Regions from separate parts of the Mus musculus genome. Here region 1 is linked to region 2. Evidence: chromatin contacts called from public Hi-C data. All regions are on one chromosome and are shown on one strand. The core of a region is the stretch at or near the end of the contact, and the rest is flanking DNA. Distances in the headings are between cores, read along the strand shown.

Region 1 (6,535 bases), core at 2,763-5,262, 69 kb before region 2:
GGTTTTTCCCACTCACCTACCTACTCCTGTCTCCCCGCCCTGGCATTCCCCTCCACAGGGGCATTGAGCCTTCACAGGACCTAGGGCCTCTCCTCCCATTGATGCCCAACAAGACCATCCTCTGCAACATATGCAGCTGGATCCATGGGTCCCTCCATGTGTACTCTCTGGTTGGTAGTTTGGTCCCTGGGAGCTCTGGGGGTGTCTGATTGGTTGATATTGTTCTTCTTATGGGGCTGCAGACCCCTTCAGATCCTTCAGTCCTTTCTCTAACTCCTTCATTGGGTACCCCATGCTCAGTCCAATGGTTGGCTGCGATCATCCACCTCTGTACTTGTCAGGCTCTGGCAGAGCCTCTTAGGAGACAGCTATATGAAGACAGCTCTTGTCAGCAAGCACTTCATTGGCATTCACAATAGTGTCTGGGTTTGGTGACTGTAAATGGGATGGATTCCCAGGTGGGGCAGTCTCTGGATGGCCTTTCAATCTGGATGTTACTTGAATATGTATGTTTTCTGGGCTGATTTTTTGGTATTGGATAATAAACTTGGTGTGTTCTTCTTTGGGAAAGACTATTTCTCCCACTCTCAGCATTTCTTAGTTACCTGTAGTTCTTTGTCTTAGGTTGAACAAGGACAAAACCAATAGATATGTTAACAAGGAAGGGGAAAGCTCCTGAGGCCTCAACCCTGATCATCTAAGTCTGACTTCACAGTCACACTCTCCTTTCTGCCCCTGAAACCCTGCAAGGTCTTTAAAGAAGCATGGTTATGAACACTCTCTTCCAACAACGGCAACTGACAAATTCTCATCCAAGCATTTCAGGAGGAATATTTTAACTGCCTTGCCCCTGTAAGACTGGTCAGGTGAATGGATCCACTTTTGAGAGATTCTGAAATGATGTCCTGGTAAAGATAGGAATATCTACTGGGTATGTTTAAAAACCTTTCTGTGTAACGCTGGGAAGAAAGAACAATGGATAGGCTGCTTTATTGCTCCATGTGGAATCTTTTGATCCCCTAGTACTAGAAATGGAACCCAGGGCTTGGCTTATAGTAGGTGAGTACCTTTCCCCTGAGCCCGTTTCGGAGTCTGGAATCAGAAATGAGCTGTGTGCTAATCATATCAGTGGTGTGCTTTGCAAGCGCCAGGCTGCCAGCTGCTTCCTTTTCAAGAACATCTGTCAACAGCATCCTGTGCATAAGAAACGGAACTGGGAATCACTGGCTAAGATGCAGCAAGCCAAATGCTGTCCTAGAGAATGAATCCTAGTGTCAAAAGGCATAGGTCAAAAGGATAGGTCAGTTCATTTTGAGCAGTTAATTATGATTAACTATTACATCCCCAGGCTAAGAGCAGATTGTCAGAAAGCAAAGGAAAATTGTATTGACCTATACACGTATTCCTTTCCCTCCATTAATGCCAATCTGTCATAGAAATAAAGCTTAACATGTAAAAGATTCAGACCTAAAGACCAAGAGCTGAGAGCACAGGAGACAGGACATGGAGTGTCTGACAAACACAACGTATTTCTGGAACCCTCAAGACAAATATCCCTATAGTGCAGTTGGCATTTTACGTTCCAATGTAAATGTAAGGGAAATGATGTGTAGAGCTTGAAACTTCCTAGTAGCCACAACAGTAAATATGTAGGAAAGAAGCAGATGGCGCTAAATTTTATTTTGTGGTATTAACCCAAATATTCATCACAATTTTCATCTAGAGAGTGTAAGAAATTCAAAAATTGTTCTTGCCAGGCACAAGGCCACACCTTTTTAATCCTAGCATTCAGAAAGTGTACAAGAGTTTCTCTGAATTTGAAGCTAGCCTGATGAATATAGTGAGTTCCAGGCTAACCAAGGCTACGTATTGAAACATTGTCTCAAAAAAAAAAATTACACTTCTATTCTAGGCCGGTAACTCAGCAGCATTTCACAAATGCTTGCCAGGAGTTCTGGTATAGAAAGAACTACGGACAGTCCTTAGCTTATAGCACAAATTAATTTGAGCTAACCACATTCAAATGCCCCAAAGCCAGCACATATGGCTCATGGCCTTTGCCATCTTAGGCTTCAATGACCCAGAAACCACATAGCAGCAACAATAAACAGCTAATGTTTATAAGTACTTCCTGCATGACTGGCCCTCTCTGTAGAACCTTCAGGAATCCCCTAGGCCTGAACTATGGTTATACTGGGATTTGACAGGTGAAACTGTGGCACAAGAACGTCTAAGTGTCCCTGACAGAAGACACAACCATTAAACTGTGCTGCACACTGAGATTCCATGAACCAGCTGTCAACAAAATCTAACAACTTCCTTTTAGCCCACTATCACCTATCTATCATTAGAGGTGGAAGGCACACAGTTATCACAGGTGAACATAATTCTCTTTACAGGTAATAAAACCAAGGTCTTGAGAAAAGCATGTACAAGCTCAAGAGAAGTCTAGTCAGATATTTAGTGAGACAGTCATATTGAAACTGGTTAAAATGTACCTAATTAAGAATATTTTTAGTTTGGTGGCTAAGACTTATTAATGCATTTAGAGGAACAGTCAATTAAATATATAGTTAGAGCAATACTAATAAACATGGCAAGCAAATAGTCTTTGTGATGTCAAACATTGTAAAGTCTTTATTTTGTTGTATGTATGCTCTATGTACATGTGTAAGCATGGATGTGTTAGTGTGCATACACATATGTGCATGTGGAGATCAGAGGTCAGTTTGGGATGTTATTCTGCAAGAAAAGCCCAGCTTGTTTTTTGAGATAGTTTCTCTCTGAGCCTTGGAAACCACCACATAGACAAGGCGTGCTGATCAGCGAGCCCCAGGGACCTGTCCAATTTTGCCATCTCAGCAGTGGGATTCCAGCAGGAGCTACTTTTGGCTTTTTACATGAATGCTCTGGAATGAACTCAGGTCCTCATGCTTGTGTGGCAAGAACTTTCCTGGCAGAGCTATTTCTCAAGCCCCTGATTTTTCAAACTAGCATTTCTGTTGGGAACTCTAACGCCGTGACTTACTGATAGTTGCCATTTTCCAGCCTGGGGATGATGTAATTTTTGTGATACTTAAAACATAAGCAATCCTGGAAGGGCTCTAAAGAAACTGGCCACAGCTGATTGTGGTAGTGAGAGCTGATAGGAAAAGCTGACGAGGCAGACGCAGAAAGATTGTGAGTTTGAGGGCAGCCTAGGGTACACATTTTAGGGGCTATAATTCTTTCTGGAGATAAGAAGGCAAGAAAAAGCAAATGCCTGGAACTTACATCAATCATTGAGTTATGGGTTCAGTGAGACCCTGATCTTCCAGAAGCATTTAAGTATGTACTCTCCAACACACACATTCGTGTACACAGACATACAATACACACAGTGTTTTTTAAGCTGGCTACAGAACTACACAGAATGCCATGCCAGCTGTGCAGCTCATCTGCATGTTCTTTCTAGATGGTCAGAATGTCTGTATGCTCTTTCTAGATGTGAGTATGTCTGTATGGTCCTTGTAGATGGTCAGAATATATATATTCCTTTTAGATGGTAAGAATGTCTGTATGCTCCTTCTGGATGGTGAGTATGTCTGTATGCTCCTTCTAGATGGTCAGCACGTCTGTATGAGGTGCACAGCTTATGGTGCCAAGTAAATCAGTGGCCAGCCTTTTCTCTTCAGCAGTTCCAAACCCTCCATGGACCACCATTAAATGAGAAAGCTGGATAAGAATCTCATCTTTTTATGAACTTACCCACTCATCCCACAAATATTTCCTGGGCACCTACTGCTCACCAGCCACTGTTATCAGCATATACAGCCTGATGTCAGGAAATTGTAGTGCTTCATGATGCATGTGAGCAGTGGAGTGCAGGGGCAAGTGTTGCTGAAGTCATGCTCAGAGTCAGATTTGTTTGTTCAAGGTGGCTTCTGATTCAACCAGGACCTTTGGTCACCTGTTCTGCTCAAACACTAAGAGAACACCTAAGAGGTATGCAGCTGTCTTCCAGGACTCTGGTAACCTCTCCACACACAGCCAAAGGCAGGGTGACTGTCCAGAAAGCCGTTGGGTCAGCCTGCCCCCACCCATGTCTGGAGTGACGTTTGCCTGGTAGAAAACTTTCCTTTCTTTTTCTAGGCCATGCACATAAACAACATTGTTTTAAAGTGCTGTGAAGCAGACAGAGGCAAGGCACTGTTCACTTGTGTAACACCAAATCTACTTTCACTCTTGGGCAGGCGGCTACCAATTTCAGAACAGAGCAGCTGCCCTCTGTGTGTGTGGAAAAGCTGGCCTCAATCCAGCTGGTTTACCCCTCCCCACTCCACCCTACCCTCCTCCAGCTCTGAGAGATTGGTACTCTGGAAGATTTTGTTACCCAGTAGTGCCCTTGAATAGACAGAAAGGAGGGGGCAAATAACAGGAAGAAGAAAAGCACATGTTTTACACTTAATTTGTGGGTTTTTTTTTCTTTTCATTTCAGCAGTGCAAGAGCTAATCTCTAACATTGGAGCCCTACTGGCTCTCTGTAAGCAAGTTTCTGGGTGGGTATAATTAAGGTGTCCTCACATGGCTCCTGCTTTCACTTGGTAAGCTTTCAGGTGGAACAAGCCGGTGCAGGTGGAGGTGGAATGTTGGCCGGAGTGCAGCTGAACAGGAATGCCAAGCTATGGGCTGACTGGGGACTTCTGGACCCATGCAGAACCCAGCAAGGCAATGATGAGCTTCGGAGCAGCAGGCATGGAGCACAAAGTCCTACTCGATCATTAAGTTACAGAAGGTGGGTAAGCATGAGCTGTTGGGTATGCCTGGCTTAGCAATGAGTAGGTAAACATCCCCAAGACTGACATTTCAAGCTCCAGCCATTCCTGGCAGGGATGCTTCCCCAACCCATTAAAGAATGTTCATCAGCATCCTTGGCCTCTGTGATACAGATGCTAGTTACAGGGCTCAGTGTGACTTCAAATACTTTCTTCAGATATTACTAAATATCTTCCAGGGTGGGGATGGGAAAGAGAATGTACCTAGCTGGTAAGTACTGAACCAGGCCTCCATATTCCTAAAGTGTTCTATTCCTGATTCACCAATCAAGTCCTTCATTACATTTTTAGTCCTCATGTGGCGGTAAGACATTGGATGTGGTAACTGTGAAAGAAAGGGACCATTTCAGTTGAAAGAGATATTAAAGATACGCCAACCAGATGGAAAGAAAATAGCACCTGCCATTGTCATTGCTGAGCGAACACCACATTCCTGACTCTTACCGTTCATGATAAATGTGTAATGTAAATGTGTTCACACGAGAAACATTTTTGAAATTTAGAGTAGAATTCTAAATTCTAAATGTTCCAATAAAACCTCATACTTCCTTAACAATATAAAGTCTACACAAAGGTTAAAACTTCCTCGAGCCCCGTACACAAGACCCTATTTCATGATAAGAGATTTTTCTGTGAAAATACATGCTGCCGTTAAAACAGAGTACTTCACCCCAGAAAATTTAAGTTGATGCTGAAAAACAAACAGTATTTTTGTTTTTCAGTAAACCACTGATCCAAAGTAAGAAGGGAGGCTGTAGAGTACATTGTAATATTTGAGACCAGATTTAAAATGGTAGTAAAGAAAGAAGCAACATGCAAAGATCTGATGCACCTGCTTCATATTTGCTGAAATTTATTTTTCATGGGGAAAAAATAAACTTCAGAGGAATTACACAGTTGCATGCCTTGCAACTCCACCTTTTTCTTATTAATTATCTCTGAACTGGTGCTGTGGGTGGAAGGCTCAGTACTGCTTTGAAGAAGCATAGCACATGTGTACCCTCATTCTTTGAGAATCTGTAAGCAGTTTAGCACACAGAGGCATAACCCACTTTTTACATTTCCTGGAAGTGGGAGGAGGAAGTTATCTGACCTCTATGCTTCCTGTAGTAAACCCAGAGAACCCTGCACAAAACATGCCAATGTGCAATGCTCCTTCCTTGAAGAGGGTATAATGTACACAGTACTGAGAGTGTAGGGAACTCGGAATTTATACTTCACCATCATGTAGGAGTGAAGACAAGAGTGTGCGAGGGGCAGGAGCACAGCTTATTCAGTTCTTTCAACAAGGAGAAGTATGAGGGCCCAGAGGATGCTCCAAGAAGACCCCATTTCTCTCCCGACTGATACTTTTTCTCCAATAGCTTAGAAACAATTTCCGATCATAGTTTATGGATGTGTCCGTCAGCTTTTACTGCTATAACGAATATCAAAGATGATCATCTTACTAAGAGAAAGGCTTATTTTGGCTCAGGGTTTTACACACCTTGCCCCATGATCTCAGACAGATAGATAGAAAGACAACAAGGATGGAGAGTATGTCTTAAAAGGAAAGTCTCTCACTTTATGTCCAGGGGTACATACAAACAAACAAACAAACACACACACACACACACACACACACACACACACACACACAAACAAGAAGGGTACCGTTTTCTTTCCTCCCAAATCAGCCAATGATTTAAAGATTTCCTGTGGGTACCCCCTGATAATGGGCT
Region 2 (6,110 bases), core at 1,720-4,219:
TTTTCTAGTTGAACAATTAAGGCCATTAATTTTTAACCTTCTTGAAATGTTTGTTCCAATTCCTGCCATTTTTTTGTGTGTTTATTGTTTTCTTAGGTTTCCTTTAATTCTTTCAACATTTTAAAATGTTGGTCTTCCCATCATACGTGGGTGTATTTGTCTTCTAGAGCTACAGTGCTCCTTCCAGTATCCACTGAGAGCTATTTTAGTGGCCGTGAATTCTGTTTGCTTATATTTTACCATAGAAAGCTTTTATTTCTCCTTTAATTTTGATAGGCTGTTCTGCTGGGTTGAGTTGTCTGCATTGCTGAGTGTGCTCTTTTAAAACTTAAAATATGTAAATATTTCTGCCCAAGCCCTCTGACTTTTAGAGTTTTTGTTAAAAAATCAAATGTTATTTTCGTGGCCTGCTTTTCTACATAATTTGTTGCTGTTGTCTTGCAGCCTTTGGTAGCCTTTCTTTGTTCTGTGTGTTTATTGTTCTGACTCATAGGACACAGGGAGTTTCTTTCCTCTTCCAGTCTACTCAATGTTATATATGTCTCTTTTACCTGGGTGGACATCTCTTTCTCTAAACTTGGCAACTTTTTTTTATCTGATTATATTGGAAATAATTTCTTGGGTATTGAGACAAATTTTCCTTCTTCTATGCCTGTAATTCAGTTCATAAACTCAATCTCTTTGTGATGTCCCAAAGACCTTACACATAGTATTCACTCAGTTTTTGAGTTTGTTTGTTTGATTGAATAACTCAGTCTCTCAACCTTGTCCTCAAGCGCTGATGTTTGTCTTCCTCATGACCTGCCTCTTAGTAAAGCTTTCTACTGAGCTTCTCTATTTGCATAGCTGAAATTTCTATCCGAAGTTTAATTAATGTTTCACTTCTCTTCAGCATTCCTACTATTTTATTGAATTCTAATGTTTCCTGAATTGACTCAAAATTATTGTGTTCTCTTGGAATCCACTGACGAGCATATTCCTATCATTCTTAAATTCACTATGTAATCTACTCATATTTTCTCTGAAATCTTTGAACTTACTTAGAATTGTTCTTTGAATTCTTTGTAGGCTCATCTCAGTTGCTCTGACTGGGGACCGTTACTTTGGAATGGATAATTTCTTGAGGAGATATATTGTCTCAGTTTTTCATATTCCTTCTGTTTCACCATGGTCCTTGTATATCTGGAGTTGCTTCCCTGGCTTAGCCTTTTGTGTTAGTTGCTCATCACCCCACACTGAGGGCTTTTGAATTTTGAGTCTTTGAATCTTAGTATTCCCTGGCTTAGATGATTTTAGATCTACTAAGTGAGCCTGGGAGATCCATGCTGTAAATGATTGCTCCTGATTTGTGTGCAGGCTAGTGAGGTGATCCTGGCTGGACTAGCTGACTCATGTGTGGAAATTAGTTCGAAATTGCTGTCTGGGGATGGCCATGGTCTGAATTTATAGGTCTGAAAGTTCAGGTATTTCTAAGGGCACTCTGAGTTTATTCAGAAGACTGAGTTTAGATGGAATCGCAGGTCTCCTGTCTTCAGTCACATGACAGGGCCAGTCTAGGTTTTAAGAGGAAACAGGAACCTAGGAACAAGTAAGGAGCCTGTGGTCACAGGTATGACCTTTATCAAGTGCTGGAGTTGCTTGCAGTTTGCACAGGTCACAGTGGAGGCTGTAGATACACATATTGATATACAGTTGCCACTTCTTTTTTCTCCTAACTCATAGGTGTCTTTTAGTATTCACTATTTAACCAACAGATACCCAGGGACTGGTGGATTCTTTTAAATTTCTAGTCTCATTGGAACTAAACCACAGAAGGTGTTAGATGTTGATGATCATGCTACAGAAAGAAGACCTTAACATTCCTAAGGTGGAACTGCTTGGAGCAGCAAAACTCCAGGGTTGTTCCAATTTGTTGCTCTGTTCCTTGGTAGTAGTGTTTTATAATTATTCAGGATCTTTTCTCAGATATCCTCAACATGTTCTTTCTGCTCTGAAACATTATTGAAGAAGGTAGCAAATGATGAAAGTAATTTCCAACGCAAAGAGCTGTTTCTACCACAAACAGTAGATCAATATAAAACATAACAGGGTTTGCCTATTAAGACACAAGATCAATGCCATGAGCCTATTTCTGTTTATATTGTGAAACTTGTTTCCTGTAACTGGAGGTGCTTACGACAATACCGAGTGACCATATGCCAGGAGAGCAAGGGTTTCATATGCCATTGGACGGATGCATGTCCAGCTCCATGATTTTATGACAGCCAATTACATTATTACATAATTCCACCTTGCAAACAGATGATGACATGCACATTCAACTGTACAAATATTAAACATTGATTCAATGGAAGATTGTCCATAGAAGACTTTTCAGTGTGGTCCCAAGTTCAGGGTGAAAATCAGAATTATATATTCAGGAATTAAAATGAGTGGATGAATTACTGTCTGCTTCCTTTAGGATTGGGAAATTTTCCCACTATGAGAAGTGAGCATGTGTAAGTGCTTTCCAAGTTTATGTTTCAGTGACAAGAGCTGTCTCAGCCTCACTGTGCAGTGTTTGGTTTTATTTTCATATCTCATACTAAAGTACAAAGAAAATGGATGTTGAAATGGTAAATGTGAATCTTTAAATAATCCTTTGTTTAAGGTTCTGTTTACTGAAACTCTACTTTGTGAATATAAATAACATGGCCTCCATATTCCAGTCTTCACTCACAGTTTCTCACCTTTCACAAACCCAGGTCAAAAAATTATCAAAACGAACCCCAGTGGTTTTTACCTAGGAAAGTCTGACCTGAAACAGCTTTTACTATCCTTTGCTCTTACCCACCCAGGACTTGTAAAATTACAAATGAGTGGTTTGAGGTTTTTTAAAATCTCATAAATGCCACATCAGCCCTGGGCAGCCTCTGCTCCATCTCAAAGGGAGGCAGTGTTAGCTGCTGCTTCTCTGGGTGTCTGGAGATGCTGACACTCCTTCCACACCTCTGTGTGTTTGCTTGCCTGTCATCTACTGGCTATCAAGGTCATTGTACTGGCTGGTTTTGAGTCAACTTGACACAGGCTGGAGTTATCATAAAGAAAGGAACTTCAGTTGAGAAAATGCCTCCAGGAGATCCAGCTGTAAAACATTTTCTCAGTTAGTGATCAAGGGGGGAGGGCTCCTTGTGGTTGGTACCATCCCTGGCCTGGCAGTCTTGGGTTCTATAAGAGAGTAAGCTGAGCAAGCCAGGGGAAGCAAGTGAATAAAAAAAAAATCCCTCCATGGCCTCTACATCAGCTCCTGCTTCCTGACCTGCTTGAGTTTCAGTCTTGACTGCCTTTGGTGATGAACAGCAGTTTGGAGGTGTAAGCTGAATAAACCTTTCCTCTCCAACTGCCTCTTGGTCACGATGTTTATGCAGGAATAGAAACCCTGACTAAGACAGTCAGTAAGTCAGACCCTGCTTTGTTACAGGAAGCTTCTTTGCCTGTTTTTTGTTGTTACTTTAGGATTTAAATTTCACATATGCATATTTTAATTGTTCCATGATATAGTAGGTTTGCGTGTGTTCATATCCTTTTCTTTGGGGTAGTCCACCCCCAAACTTCTCACTTTCATTCCACTCCCTCTACTCTCCTTGCATAAGTGTTTCCAGGCCCACTACCCTACCTCTGTACTTTTGTTATAATCTATATCCATCATCACTTAAAATGCCTTCTCTCCTTTACTTGTTGCCTGACTTCTACTTGTTCTATAAGGTAAATAATAAACAAAAGATTGGAAGCTAAGACCCCACACATGAGAGAGAGAGTATGCCACCTTTGGCTTTCTGGGCCGTAGGTACCTCACTCCTTCACCAAGTGCAACTTTTCTGTGTCACCCATTTGGGTGTGTATTTACCTGTATATTTCATCATTTCATTTTTCCTCACAGTTGAGTAATGTCCCATTACGTATACATATCGAATTTCTCTTCCCTATTAATGTTTTGAGTTTCTCGGTTGATTGTACTTCCTAACTGTTGTGAATTGAGCCATAAGAAACAAAGATGTGCAAATCTCTCTAGTGAGACATAAAGTGCATTTGGTAGAGCTATTAGCTGGGGCATATGACAGATATAAGAGTTTTCCTTTCACCACATCCACACCAGCATTTGTATGTCTGATGGCAGCCATTCTGATTGGATCAAAATAGAATTGTAAAATAGTTTTAATCTGTATTCCCCTATGCCTAAGCATTTTAAGCACCATTTCAAATATTCATTAGCAATTTGTATTTCTTCTTTTGAGATTCTGTTTAGTTCTGTAGGCTATTTATTTTTAAGCAATATTTTTAATTCTTAATGAGTTCCATACATCCATATACATCTATAGTAATCACACCTATTCACACTGTCTCTTTGCAACTTATTCTAGAGCCACTTGCATTTTGTAGCCCGTTTTTAAAATCAAGTTATTGTCTCAATATTTAGTTTTTGAGTTTTTCTTTTCTTTCTTTCTTTTTTTTTTTTTTTGGTGTGTATGTACCTGTGTGTGTGTGTGTGTGTGTGTGTGTGTGTGTGTGTATTCTAGACGTTAATTCTATGCCAAATGGACAGCTGGCAAATATTTTTTCTCACTCTGTGGGCTTCATATTAACCTGTTTCAGTTTCCTTTGCTGTTTAAAAGCCATAAGAATACTCTTACTTATTTTCTTATTTCTGTGCCTTTTGTTTTTTCTCTTGTATTGCTCTAGATAAGACTCAAATCCCTCTATGGATAGAAGTGGAAAGAGCCGACATCCTTGTGAGGCTGTTGTGATCTAACACAGCATTGTGGGGAAATAAAAGGAAAAAAGTGATTGTGGACAGATGATGACAAAGGTGAATAAAAATTCAATATAAGAATGATTACATAAGATTTCAAAAGATCTAAGATTTAGTTATGGGTCTCTCTTCAGTATCATAGGCAGAAGCTCTCCACCATCCATCACCAATTCTCTTTAGGTATCAGTCAGCCAACTGCTTGCAGAGATAGTTTGCTCTTGAGGATCTGACAGCTCTGAGTTTGAAGGCTCTGCATTCTATTGGTGATAGATTCTGGATTTCTTCACCGTCTAAAACAATGTGAACCCAAGGTTTACTCCTGGGTATTTTTCTGATTTGCTTCTGAAGTTTGTGCCCAAGAAGTCTTTCTGTGAATTTCTAGAGCAGCTTTCCTTTGATGTCTCCTCTATAGTGGATGAAATTTCATAGTTGAAGATCATGAATATAGAATATGGTGTGGAGAAGCACAGAATATAGAGTGAGTCCTTTATGATACTTTTTTCATGTTTGTATATAATAAGTCTGGATATAATATTGAACATGAACTTTCTAGATGTGTAGGTCTTCCAGACATCCATTCTTGGGGTAATGGCCAGTGTCTCTAATTGAGTAGACTGTTTATCCACAATTGCAAATGGAAGTATCTTTGTCTAAGGAATATCAAGGGCTCCGAATATTCTGATAATTTAAATTTATGGATGTTCTTGATTCTTAATGTCTTCTTCAAGACAATGTGTGATAAGGACAGGACAGTTGTTTTCAGGAAAGGGTAGCACCTTGCAGACTTTACAGGAACTATGTCTATAAAATATGTTTTAATCACCTGATATGGAAGTAAGAATGACCCAGGTTTTAAGGACAAAAATCCAATAGTTAAGTAAGCCTTTCAGTCAATAAGAATCCCAGCCATCATAAACATTCAATAACTAAAATAAAAAAATAAAAGACCCCATAGAGAGTAAAAGCTGGATAAATTCCACATAAAGGTGTTACAAGGGCCCTGGAGGCTTGGATCCTTGGACCTTGACCACACCCATCTTATACTTTTTCTCAACTGACTGTTGACAGAGGACATAAGACTTCAAAGTGACCTTTTTTTTTTCTCCTAAAGTTTACATAACAGTGCTGATTTCAGAAATTAAACAAGTTACAAGCCAGTAACTATGCTGTTGAAAGCATAGTGAACATCACACACACACACACACACACACACACACACACACACACACACACACAATCATCTGGTGTTACCAAACAGTCGTCTTGACAGCTACAGACCTTACCAAGTCACAGACATAGCCAGATTTCTTCTGATTTTCCT

The links. A called contact is a pair of places that touch in the nucleus more often than the background predicts.
Region 1: a contact with region 2 is called in a Hi-C map of liver, with 3 times the contacts expected there. The contact joins two enhancer-like sites. A contact is called at or near these places in 4 of 39 promoter capture datasets (3T3-L1-derived adipocytes, the HPC-7 cell line, liver and 1 more) and 2 of 484 Hi-C or Micro-C datasets (liver and nephron progenitors).

What each region holds. Positions count from the first base shown.
Region 1 is chr11:16,767,553-16,774,087 of GRCm38.p6, reverse strand. The region is part of intron 1 of Egfr (epidermal growth factor receptor); the gene reads right to left. Among named protein-coding and RNA genes, the nearest start is that of Egfr, 19 kb to the right of the region's middle. Within about 2 kb of position 4,012, at least 91 of the 459 cell types and tissues checked have an H3K27ac peak or open chromatin away from gene starts, as enhancers often do. A contact at or near this core is called in liver, where this site is marked.
Region 2 is chr11:16,698,095-16,704,204 of GRCm38.p6, reverse strand. All of the region lies in intron 2 of Gm39583 (a long non-coding RNA gene), which reads left to right. Among named protein-coding and RNA genes, the nearest start is that of Gm25698, 32 kb to the left of the region's middle. Within about 2 kb of position 2,969, at least 7 of the 459 cell types and tissues checked have an H3K27ac peak or open chromatin away from gene starts, as enhancers often do. A contact at or near this core is called in liver, where this site is marked.